2 separate regions of the Mus musculus genome follow, and region 1 is linked to region 2. Evidence: chromatin contacts called from public HiChIP or PLAC-seq data. All regions are on one chromosome and are shown on one strand. Each heading gives the region's core, a stretch centred on a gene start, on an enhancer-like site or on the middle of the called end of the contact. The rest is flanking DNA. Distances are from core to core; before and after follow the strand shown. Region 1 holds the start of Mmd2 (monocyte to macrophage differentiation-associated 2). Region 2 holds the start of Papolb (poly (A) polymerase beta (testis specific)).

The links. HiChIP or PLAC-seq counts read pairs in DNA pulled down with a chosen protein or histone mark.
Region 1: a contact with region 2 is called in an H3K27ac HiChIP or PLAC-seq map of embryonic stem cells, with 6 read pairs. The contact joins the promoter of Mmd2 here to the promoter of Papolb in region 2. A contact is called at or near these places in 8 of 39 promoter capture datasets (the 3T3-L1 cell line, the HPC-7 cell line, embryonic stem cells and 5 more), 1 of 15 datasets of contacts at CTCF or cohesin (the NIH/3T3 cell line), 2 of 115 datasets of contacts at active chromatin or transcription factors (embryonic stem cells and intestinal villus epithelium) and 3 of 9 other capture datasets (adipose tissue, liver and pancreatic islet).

The regions. Positions count from the first base shown.
Region 1 is chr5:142,606,923-142,612,680 of GRCm38.p6, forward strand. It overlaps Mmd2 (monocyte to macrophage differentiation-associated 2), which reads right to left and starts at 1,830. Exons shown (of 7, transcript NM_175217.6): 1 at 1,636-1,830. The coding sequence starts at 1,685.
Region 2 is chr5:142,527,258-142,533,057 of GRCm38.p6, forward strand. It overlaps Papolb (poly (A) polymerase beta (testis specific)), which reads right to left and starts at 2,819. Exons shown (of 1, transcript NM_019943.2): 1 at 483-2,819. The coding sequence starts at 2,629. The coding sequence ends at 701. All of the region lies in intron 2 of Radil (Ras association and DIL domains), which reads right to left.

The DNA of each region.
Region 1 (5,758 bases), core at 580-3,079, 79 kb after region 2:
ATTATTGAGTGGTAAACACCCTACCAGCTGGGCTCTTTTTCCAGCCCTATATCTGCTTTCCGTTGCCGGAACAGAACACCCGAGACATGCTAGCTGAAAGAATTAGAAGTTTGTGGGCCGGGGAAGTAGCTCAGTAGACTCGTCTACCATGCACAAGGCACTGGGTTCAGTCCCCAGCATTGCATCCATAAACCTAACCCAGCACTTAGATCGGGAATTTGAGACCATCCCCAGCTGTGAGTTAGGGACCAGCTTAGGATCCACAGAACAGAGGCTCTGGAGACTGGAACATCCAAGTCTATTGCTGGCTTCAGTTCTGGGGCAGTAAATCTGCAAGTGTGCAGAGAAATGGTGAGCCTGGAGGCTCACCATTTACTCAAGTGAAACAGTTCTATCTCCTACGACCGGGTCTTTTCTCAAAGGCCTATCTCTCCATCCGCCACAGAGGCAATCACATCTCCATGAGCAGCCAGGCATACCAGCCCACACTTGTAATCCCAGCCTTCAGGAGGCTGAGGCCAAAGGACTGCTGTCCGTGTAAGGCTGACCTGGGCCACATAGTGTGTTTCAGAGAAGCCTGGGCTACTAGGCTATAGAATGAGACATTTTTTAAAAATAAAATTAAAAAAAGGACTAGGAAAGGCATGACAAGATGGCTCAGCAAGTCACGGAGTTTGCCACAAAAGCCTGGAGACCAGGGTTCAATCTCTGGAATTCATAGATAGTGGGAAGGAAAGATTCAACTCCACAACATTGTCTGACCTCCATATATGTGTGGGGTACACAACCCCACATGCAATAAAAATAATAGTAATAATAATGATACTCGTTCAAGACAACCAAATCAAATCAAAATGCACACCAGATAATGAAAACTTCGTATTAAAAAAACACAATGCAAAATAACTCACAACTAACGTGTTCAGATGGGAATCAGGTATACAAAATGTTAACTAAAATATACTCTTGTGAGTCCCAGCCCTAATTTCAGCATCCAGGGGGGCTAAGGCTGAAGAATTAAGTTCAAGACAAGCCTGGGCTACATAGTGAGATCAAGGCCAGCCTAGGGTATGTAGCAAGACTGTCTCGAAAACAGGAAAAGAAGGACCAGTGTTCCCGAGCTAGACAGAGCTCTGTGAGGTCAAAGGACAGCTTGGTCTACAAAGGAGGGTCCAAGCCAGCCAGGACTACTATAGTGAGACCTGACTCAAAAAATAAATAAATAAAATAAAAGAAAGAAAAGAAAAGAAATCTGGGTTCAGGGAGGACCCCAGAGAGCTCCACAGGGATGGAGCAGTTCCCCCACCCTTAGATTTGCTTTCTAAGGATCATCTCATATAATCCTCCGTGGTTCCGAATGGTGGAGACTCTCAGAGTTCACCGGGTCGCAAATGTGGAAACTGAGCTTTGGACCGAAGAAGCACCTCGCCCAGGGGAAAAAGGAAACTCGGAGAATCCGCTGCGCTGAGCGCAAAAGCGGGGTGACAATTACCACTCCGTTATGAAGAAGCTGGGTTGTTCTAGCCCCAGGCAACGGGGTCTGTGCATCGAGCCCAGTTCTCCAGACAGTGGGGAAAGGAAAGAAGGATCTTGGTGTCCTGGCCCCTGTCTATCACCCCCTGACCCGCTACTCACCTTGCATATTTGGTTTTCTGGAAATCCAGCAGCCTGGCCAGAGTGAACATCGCCGCGGTTCCATCAGCGCCCAGACCAGGGCTGGGACGCGGGAACACCAGGAGCCGCTTCGGGAGGCGCAGCAGGTTGGAAAGGTGTCAGATCCTCGGGCTGCTCCAGGGCCTTGAACAGACCCGATCAGTTGCCTCCGGAGCCCCGAGCCCCTGAGCCTGGAGTCTCCCGGATCGCAAATCCCGAGCAGATGGTGGCGGGGGCGGGGCGGGGGCGGGATATGGGGGGGACTTGGGCGCACGCTGCCAATCGCCCGGCTGGGAGGCCCCCTCCCTCCTGCTAGCTTCTCCCCGGGTCCCCTCCACCCCATTGCTGTTCTAGCCAGCAGAAGACAGCTTGGACTAGACTGAACTGCCTCTGTTACGGCTTGCCATCCGGGCAGCACTGCAAAGCCACAGGGGACGCCTGGGGACCGAACTAGGTGGCACCCTCAGTTTACTTATTGCAGGCTCTTAGCCCTGAATCCACCCTACCATCCAGGACTCTGTGTCTCTAGGAACCATCTTGCTCCACCCCCTCCCATTCCACCTTCGCCGCTGCTCCCCTCCCCCCTGCCCCCTGCCCCAATCCCCATTCACATCCACATCCCAGTACCAAGATGGGGACATTCCATCATGTTCAGAATCTACAGCCCCAAGTCTATCCTCATGTCTTCAAACTCCAGTTTTCTTTTTATTATTACTTTATTGCATTTTAATATTTTAAAGCATTTATTTTTAATTTATGTGTGTATATGTGCGCAGGGTGGGGGTGGGGCTATGTGCATATGTGAGTGCAAGTGTGTGGAGATAAGAAGTCTGGGATCCCCAGGAGCGGGAGTTAGGGGCAGTTGTGAGGCAACCGAAGCGGGTGTTGGGATTCGAACTCCAATCCTCTGTATGCACAGGAAGCACTCAACCGCTGAGCAAGCTCTCCAGCCGCCTGCAGTTACGTATTTATCATGCGTGTAGAGGGCAGAAGGCAACTTGCAGGAGTTAGCTTTGTTCCTACACCATGGACAACTTAGGGACAAAACTCAGGTCTTCCGGCTTGAAGACAAGCATCTTTACCTGTTGAGCTGGCTCACCAGCCACCAGATTCAGCTTTCTGCTTTAGGGGGGGGCGTGACATCTTTGGAGGACGTGGGAACCCAATCTGTCTCTGAACATTTTGAACACCCCTTGAGGGAGCTGCAGGGGCAAGATGGTCTTTGGTGTTCATGACAGCTACTATTGTTGACTTTCCACTTGGCAGGATCTAGAATCACCAAAGATACAACCTCTGGGCATGTCTGTGAGGGATCTTATTGGTTGGGTAAGGGAAGGAAGGCCACCCCTAAATGTGAGCTGGACCTTGATCCTGGGCTGGGGGCTGGCCTTGAATAAAAGAAATATTGTGAACTTAATGCCAGAGTTCCTGTCTCCTAGATTCTTTTTGTTGTTGGTGGTGGCGGTTTTGTTTTTAGAGATAGGGTTTCTCTGGGTCGCCCTGGCTACCACTCTGTAGACCAGGCTGCCCTTGAACTCAGAGATCCACTTACCTCTGCCTCAATGCTGGGATTAAAGGTGTGCATCACCCCGGCCCAGCATCTCTCTGCTTCTTGACCATGTATGCAAGGTGACCAGATGGGTCCCCAAATTGACGACAAGTCCTCTCCTCCTCCACCATGGCTTCCCCCTTCCTAAGTCCATAGCCCCCTGATCGTCTCAATTTGCTTATTTTTACCCAGTGCTACAGGTTGAATTCAGGCTCCAGCACATGCTAGATGGACACTCCATGATTAGATTACATCTCTGGTCCCCTTTCACTTTTTTTTTTTTTTTTTTCAGATAGCCAGGCAAACTTACTCAAGCTGGCCTTGAACCCACTCTGTAGCCCAGGCTGACAGTGAACTTGTGATCCTCCTATCTTCGGCCTCCCAAGTGGCTGGGAACAAGGCCTCCTAAGTGGCCTTGCTCTAGTTCTTGTTTGGAATGCTGAGAAAAGAACACCCACACCTTCTGGGTCAAGGGAGCAGAAAGAAGAAGCAGACTGACAGAAGACTGCCTGGTCCACCTCTGCCTTCCTCTGCTGGGCCGGGCGTGGGCAAAGCCAGAGGGCTACAGGGAGATGGTGCAGAGCGAGGAGATCATGGCAGGAGTGGCAGTACCTGGGGGAGGGGTGGGGAGGATGAAGATGCTGAAGGAAGAGGCAAAAAGGAGGACCCTGGGTGCTTACATGTAAGACTGACCAGCCTCAGTTGCTGGCTTAGAAATTCAAGACATCTAACATGCTCATCCCACCACATGGGATACAAAGAAAGCCAGGACAATTTAGCAAGATCTTATCTCAATGAAGAAATCAAAAGAGAGCAGGGCATATTACTCCCAGTAGATCACTGCCTAGAATCCCCTAGTGAGGGGCTGGGACCGTGGCTCAGTGGTAGAGCCCCTCCCTAGAATCCCCCAGTGAGGGGCTGGGGTGTGGCTCAGTAGTAGAGCCCCTGCCTAGAATCCCCCAGTGAGGGGCTGGGGGTGTGGCTCAGTGGTAGAGCCCCTGCCTAGAATCCCCCAGTGAGAGGCTAGGGTGTGGCTTACCAGTAGAAAGTCTACTTAGCGTGTGTGAGCCCCTGAATTCAGTTCCCAATATATAGGAGTGAAAAAAAATTAACAAAAATGTCACAATTAAACTAATTACTCTTTATGCTAACTTTAAAAACTAATTTTAAAAATGATGCAGAAGGCCAAGTAGTGGTGGTGCACATCTTTAATCCCAACACTTGGGAGGAAGAAACAGACAGAGCTCTGAGTTCAAAGCCAGCCTGATCTACAGAATGAGTTCAAGATCAACTAGGGCTACACAAAAAAACCCTGTCTTAAAACTGGGGTGGAGGAGGGGGGGATAAAAAAGAAAAAGAAAAGAAAGAGAAAAAGAGGCAGAAGGAATGGCTAGAAGACTATTATTTATATTATGTATATTTATATATCCTAATTGAGTTGGGGACACATGTTTGTTTGCAACTCATGGTAAAATTGACAAAGCTAGATGTAGTGGTTAAAACCTGTAATTCCAGAATTCAGAAGGCTGAACCAAGAGGATCTTGTGTTCGAGAGTAACCCGAGCCACAAAGTAAGAAGATGACAACAGAGGAGGGGGGGGGTGAGGGCGAGGAAAGAGGAGAAGGTGGTGGTGGAGGAGGAGAAGGAGCAGGAGGGGAAACCCAGCATGGGGGGGGGGGTTGGTGAGACAACTTAATGCACAACATTCTTGCCATGCAAGCAGGAGGACTTGAGTTCAAGTCCCCAGTACTCACATATAATCTGGGTACAGTGGCATGACTCTATAACCCCAGTTCTAGAGACACAGGGACATTTGGTTTAGGGAACTTCTGGCCAGCCAGCCTCACCCAGCTGGGAAGCTCCGACTGGATGAGAAACCTTGACCCAAGAATTAGGTCGTGGACTGGAGATAGCGCCATGATTAAGAGCACCTGCTGTTCTTGCAGAGGGCCCAGGTTTGGTTCCTAGCACCCACATGGTAGCTAAAAACCACCCTTAGCTCCAGTTAAGGGGATCTGGTTCCCTCTTCCAGCCTCTGTGGACACTAGACATGCCTGCAGTGCACATACGTACATGCAGGGAAAACACTCATAGCATAAAATAAAAATAATAAACCTTTTTTAAAAAAAAGATGGAAAGCAACAGAAAAAAAAAAAGATCCAATCTTGACCTATGTGGACAAGGGTGGATACACACACAGAACAGAGTGAGCCAGGCTTATGTGACCAAAATAGTATGGTATGAGTAGAAGACACTGGAATTCAGGGGGACCAAAAACATTCCTGAAGGATATGGCGCATGGGCACAGGCTATCTGCGCTTGAATCTCAGTCTCTGCACCCTGAGCTCACTGTCAAATACATTAGTAGAAACATTACTAACTTCCCCTGACCTCCAGGAGACAAAAACCAAATAGAAGCAGAGAGAGTTAAGCCCCACGTCGCACACTAACCCACAGGTCCAAGCCTCTCTATCAGATGCATTAAATCCTACTGTCTGTCTCCCAGCAATGTCTGCCCCAGCTCTCAACCTCAACTCAGGTCTCTCCTGACATGG
Region 2 (5,800 bases), core at 1,569-4,068:
AGCATGCGACTTTAAGATTAGTAAAGAAACCTTTTCGGGGAGGAAAAAAAGGTGAAAATTCACCAAAGTGGAAAGTCAAAAATTAGTTCTAGTTCCTAATGGAAAAATTTTAAATCCCATAAAGTACTATAATAAGGGTTCTGATAGTTTGTATTGCAAATTTCCCAACAATGGATCAAACATAAATCCAATTCTAATGTCAGTCAAGGACAGAAATGAATACAGCTAGAGGGGATTTTCCTCTTTTCTAATCAGAGCTCTCTGAAATAATGTAACTACTATCAACATGCTAATGGTCTGAGGCATGAGTAACAGTACTGGTTTTGAATGCTAATCTGGACTTCAAGATTAGGCCAGCAAAAAAAGTTACTAATGGAGTATGAATCTATTTTGAGTCAAATCTAGCCTGGTTCCCTCATTTTCCTTTAACATCCGAAAGCGACAAGTTCAATTTGCAAGAATTTGTGTAAGGGCCTTTGAGATAGTTTCTATCCATTCAATCTGTTTTATTGAACTCTCAATAAAAGGAATAGGATCTCTAGGAAAAACAGGGATACCGGGCTTATCTGTTCCCAGGTGTTTCCTGAGAGGCCAACAGAGAAGCTGCTGTCTGAGTGGTGTCTAAGCGGGACTCATCTATCTGGTTCTTCCCTTCTGTTGGGTTTCTTGTTTCTTTCTTCTTATCAGCTGAGACTGTCTTCTAGACTCCTAGTATAGGATTGGGTATGTTCGTTGCTGTATTTCCTGAAGGTCTAGATGGATGGTTTACCAGATGTGTCGAAGAAACCACTCTGGTCATTGTAGGCTTAGGTGGTGGTGAAATGGTAGGTTGTGAGGGAATCTGAGGGATGCTTTCACTCAGTGCAATTCCTGAGCTTTCTATGGGATTCACATGCTGCAAGGAAACATCAGGAAACTGTATGTTGGTCACAGATGCTGCCATAACAGCCAGAGCAGGACTGTTTCTGCCCTGAGGGTTTCCAGTCAGTGGACCTGTCTTCATAGTGCCAGTAGGTGAAGGAGCAGTCATGCTGTTTTCACTGTCTATAGACAAGAGAAGGCTGCTGTCAGTCACAGCTGTCAGCCTTACACTTTCTGTTAAATGGGTTTCCTTTTTCTGAAGAACATGATTTGGAAGTAGCTGATGAAGTTCCTTCCTTCTTAGATGCATTGCAGCAATCTTCATATCCATCTCAAACATCTTACTATTTATTGCTTGTCTGTACACTGTATCTGTGAAAGACTGAATATCATAGGTGAGATCAATACTGAGAATTTCAGAGTTTTCTGGCTTCTTCAACACTAACCCGATCACCCACATAGTACGAAATTCTTCCTTGTCAGCAGTTTCTTTTGGTGCTGGAAACGACTGAGGATTCACATGAGCCAGAGTAATGAACTCATTCTTTTCCAGGCTCCCAACCAGGATTCGGATCTTTGATTCCACCAAGCCCACCCACTCTAAATGTTGTTTCTCTGTTGGCGCACTTGCCAGAAGTACAATATAATGCTTGTATTTTTGAAAAAAGCTTGGAGCTTCAAAAAGTTTGGACCATTCTGCCTTATTCAGCAGAATTTCATGTGTGATAGCAAGTCCTTGTTTAAACTCCTCAATCATGACCATCCTGGTCGAAACAGACACATTGTACGTGGAGTTCTGCTGTGGGTATGCTGGTGTAATTATAGGCATAAGATGGTACCTGTCACTAGGATTCACTCTTGGGTCCCATACAGGCAAGTTAAGATTTCGTTCTTCTGGTTCTTTTAACAACACTGGATTTGGCCATTCCCACTCAGAAAACACCAAGAAAAATTTTCGCACAAGAGTGGATGCTATTGCATTTGGGTAAAGCTGGCAAGTTCTTGCTACTAGCATAGCCCAGGAAACACCTCCAAGGAAACCCAATATATTGGAATAGATGTTGTGGCATTTGGCCCATAATTTGATGGCTCTCAGTGTTAACCTGAAGCTGTCAATGTTTGGTACTAGATGTAAAATCTCATCAGTTACCCGGCAACCGTTAAGGCTTCTTATGCACCTAATATCTAAATTTTTAAGCAGACTATCATCTCGTAGGTCCAAATCTTCTGGAATAGTCTGCAATGCTAATCTTGCAAACAAAATATCAATCTCTATTCCATCAAAACACAGTTTGATAACCGGCACAAAGGCCTCCTCAACAGCTCTTAAATCTTTTACTTCCTCTTGTAGTTTCAATTTGTCATAGAAGGAGGTGAAAAAGTCATTTCGATCCACGTGTCTTGGTGCAACGCACAAAGCATCGATATCTGCACCTTTCGTGTGTACTCCTAATCGGTAAGAGCCGAACGTAAAAATTTTCCCCCCAACATTCTCAATTACAGCTTGTGGAAGATTCCTGCTTTCACTGATTTCTCGGATCCATTCCTTCACCAGATTATTTAATTTCTGCAAAATTAAAATCCTGCGCTGCAGTTCCTCTTCCTCTTCAAACACCCCGAAGGGCTGGAGGGTCTCGATCAGCTTCTGGGTGAGTTCGCGGTCTGTGTCCTTGGGGGCGGCCAGGCTGATGGGGGACGATATGCCGAACTGCTTCGGGGCGGGAGCCGGTTGTTGTGCTCCTTGGGTGGTCACCGCAAATGGCATCATCTCTAGCTCCCGCGCCGCCAGGGCACCTGCCCCGCCACCGCGACCTCGACGGCCTCTGCTCGGCTCATGATCCGAAGGCGCGAGGGGCGGGCTCCTGCCGGCCGGCCCTGTCGGCCCCCGCTCCGCTCCGAGCCCGCCGCCTCAAGCGCTTCCCCTGGTATCCCTCCGGGCCAACATGGCGCCGGGCTCCTCAGCGGTCGCGTTCCAGAACCGACGGCACACGCACGCACCGGCCGATGCCGCTGCCGCTCTCACGAGATTGGAGGAAATTCTCGCGCTAGAAGGCTTCCGGAAGAGCTCCATCCCGGCCCGGCCTGCCCGGTTCTGAGAAGTCTCTCTTGAGGGACAATGCACTGTCCTCTATCCCCAAGCAGGTTCCAGAGGATGCTCCAGCTAGGCCCAGGGCGACAGTGGTGCTCTCATCAGGCCTGGTGTCACTTCTTGGGGTGGCTTCTACTTTCCCTGGCTCCTGCTGAGAAGTTACCATCAAGCCAAAACTATGGCCCTTTCGTCGTCTTCTGCCAGCCCATACTCAGATTTCTGTTCTCAGTATCCCACAGTTCCACTGCTGTGTGCGTGCGTGCAAGGTGAATATACTCAATTTACAAGGGCGCGCTGGATTTCCTGCATCAGAGCAAGAAGTCCTTTTTATTTTGTGGCCTCTAGAAGATTCCCACGCCTATGCTTGGAATATGCTCTTCCCGACATTCTCTTTGTTCTCTTCGTTTGGATACAGGATAAACCTTCCCATTCTTCCCGTGCTCCAGATCTGTGCTTGTTCCTGGGTGACGCCAGATCTCCCACTTCTCCATTCTCACTTAAGTTATATATAGTGTGCAGTTGAAGCACCACTGAAGTGCACTCTTTGCTTTTGTGGTATTGGGATCCAAGCGCCTCACACACTACCACTGAGAGAACCAACTTACATATTCTTTTAAATACTTACCTTTGTGTTACTGGTAGCATAATTGTTCCAGTTTCACTCCTGTTGCTGACAAAAAAAAAAACAAACGAAAACACAACTTAGGGGTAAAGGGTTTATTTGGCTTACAATTCCAGGTTACCGTCAGTTACAGGGAAGGTGAGAAGAACTTAAGATATCTAGCCACATCACACTCAGTCAAGAGCAGTGAGAACAAATGTACCCATGCCTGCTTCCTGTCATCCATCTATCTATTTCTCCTGTTTATACAGTCCAGGGTCCCTTGCCTAAGGACGGGAATGCCCACAATGGGCTGGATCTCCTGTGTAAATGAACACTCAGGACAGTCCCCTACAGACACACCCACAAGTCTACTGGATCTAGGTAATTCCTCATTAAGAATCTCTTCCCAGGGCTGGAAAGGTGGCTCAGAAGAAGGATGGGAGGAGGAGAAGGCACCACTGTTGCTTTTCCAGGATAGGAGATTGGTTCCCTATGATACCTCTGGCCTCTGATGGCACATGCTTACACATAATTAAAACTTGGAAACTTGGAAAACCTTTTTTTTTCAAGACAGGGTTTCTCTGTATAGCCCTGGCTGTCCTGGAACTCACTTTGTAGACCAGGCTGGGCTCGAACTCAGAAATCCACCTGCCTCTGCCTCCCGAGTGCTGGGATTAAAGGCGAAAACATTTTTTTAAAAAAAGAACTTTCTAGTTGATTCTAGATTGTGACAAGTTGACAGTTAAAGTTAACCAGCATAATTCTCTTGTTCTTTTAAACATCTGTCTCTATTTTGGAGGTGATACACTGTTTTCATCCTACCATCTCTTCAAATATGGTGAGCATTCATTAGTATTCAGTAGCCAGTAATGTCTCCGAGAGTCTAATTCTGTAGTGTGCTGTCTTTCATGAATTTCTGGGCATTTTTCCCTTTTGTGTTCTCTGATTTTTGTTATGAGCTCATTTGTGGAGAGGACTGGGATGCCCATGCCTGGTGAATATGGAAATCCAGGTAGGATTTCCTTTGGTTTTGCTAGATGCTCTTGTACTAAGCTGTGTATGTGATTTCTTTTCTTTCTTTTCTTTTTTCTTTTTTTTTTTTTTTTTTTTTTTTGAGTCAGGGTTTCTCTGTATAGCCCTGGCTGTCCTGGAACTCACTTTGTAAACTAGGCTGGCCTTGAACTCAGAAATCCGACTGCCCCTGCCTCCCGAGTGCTGGGATTAAAGGCGTGCACCACCACGCCCGGCTTCTTTCTTTTCTTTTTGCTTTTCTTTTTCTTCTTTGAGAGAGGGTCTCTCTGTATAGTTCTGGTTGTCCTAGAGCACAATATGTGGACAAGGCTGGCCTCAAATTCACAGAGATCCTCCTGCCTCTATCTCCTGAGTCCTGGGATTAAAGGTGTGCCACACCTGGTATGACTTTTAATGTTTTATCCACTATAATCCAGACCCAAATACATGTGGGACAAAATGTGCTTTTTAATTATCAAGAAAGTTTTTAAATTTTTCACCATCCAGAACCCAGGTGGAGAAAGATAACTTTCCTTGTTATCTATGTGCCAGATAGGTACTCAACATGCTAGCCTCTGGAGAGCCCAGCTTCCTCCGAAAGGAGGGCAGGTCTCAGTGCTACCTTCTTGCCTTTCTAAGGTTTCAATGGGCTCTGTCTCTCTTGTCCACTGTCAAGCTCAAATTCCTTTCTTATGGTTTTATTTTTATTTGCATGTGTCTGTGTATTTGTCAGTGCGTATACACTCACCCCAGCAGCTGTTGCTCCGACAGAGGTGCTGAGACTCAGACTCTGATCCTCTGGAAGATTGCCATGTGCTTTCAACCACTGAGCCAGTGCTCCAGCTCCACGTTTAAGCTTCTTAGTCATCCAAACTGACAAATGCCTCCCAGAGAAATTACACTTTCATAACTAGTTGAGATCCTGTGCTTCTTCCGGGGAAAGGGTCAGTCAGAGAAGTGTGGCTATGTAGGCATCTCCAGGATGCTACATGCGCTCAATCCCTGGAACCCATATAAAAACTGGGCCCAGTGGGGGCACACTTGCAGACGGGATTAGAGAAGGGATACAGACAGATTCCTGTACTGGAAGGCTAGAGAGCCTGCCTGATGGGATGCTGACCAATGAGGTGGACAGCTCCTGAGGATAACACCTGAGGTCATGCCCTAGCTCCCACACTTATGCACTCATGAACACATGTATATTCACCAATACACATGGATGAGCATACAAAAGG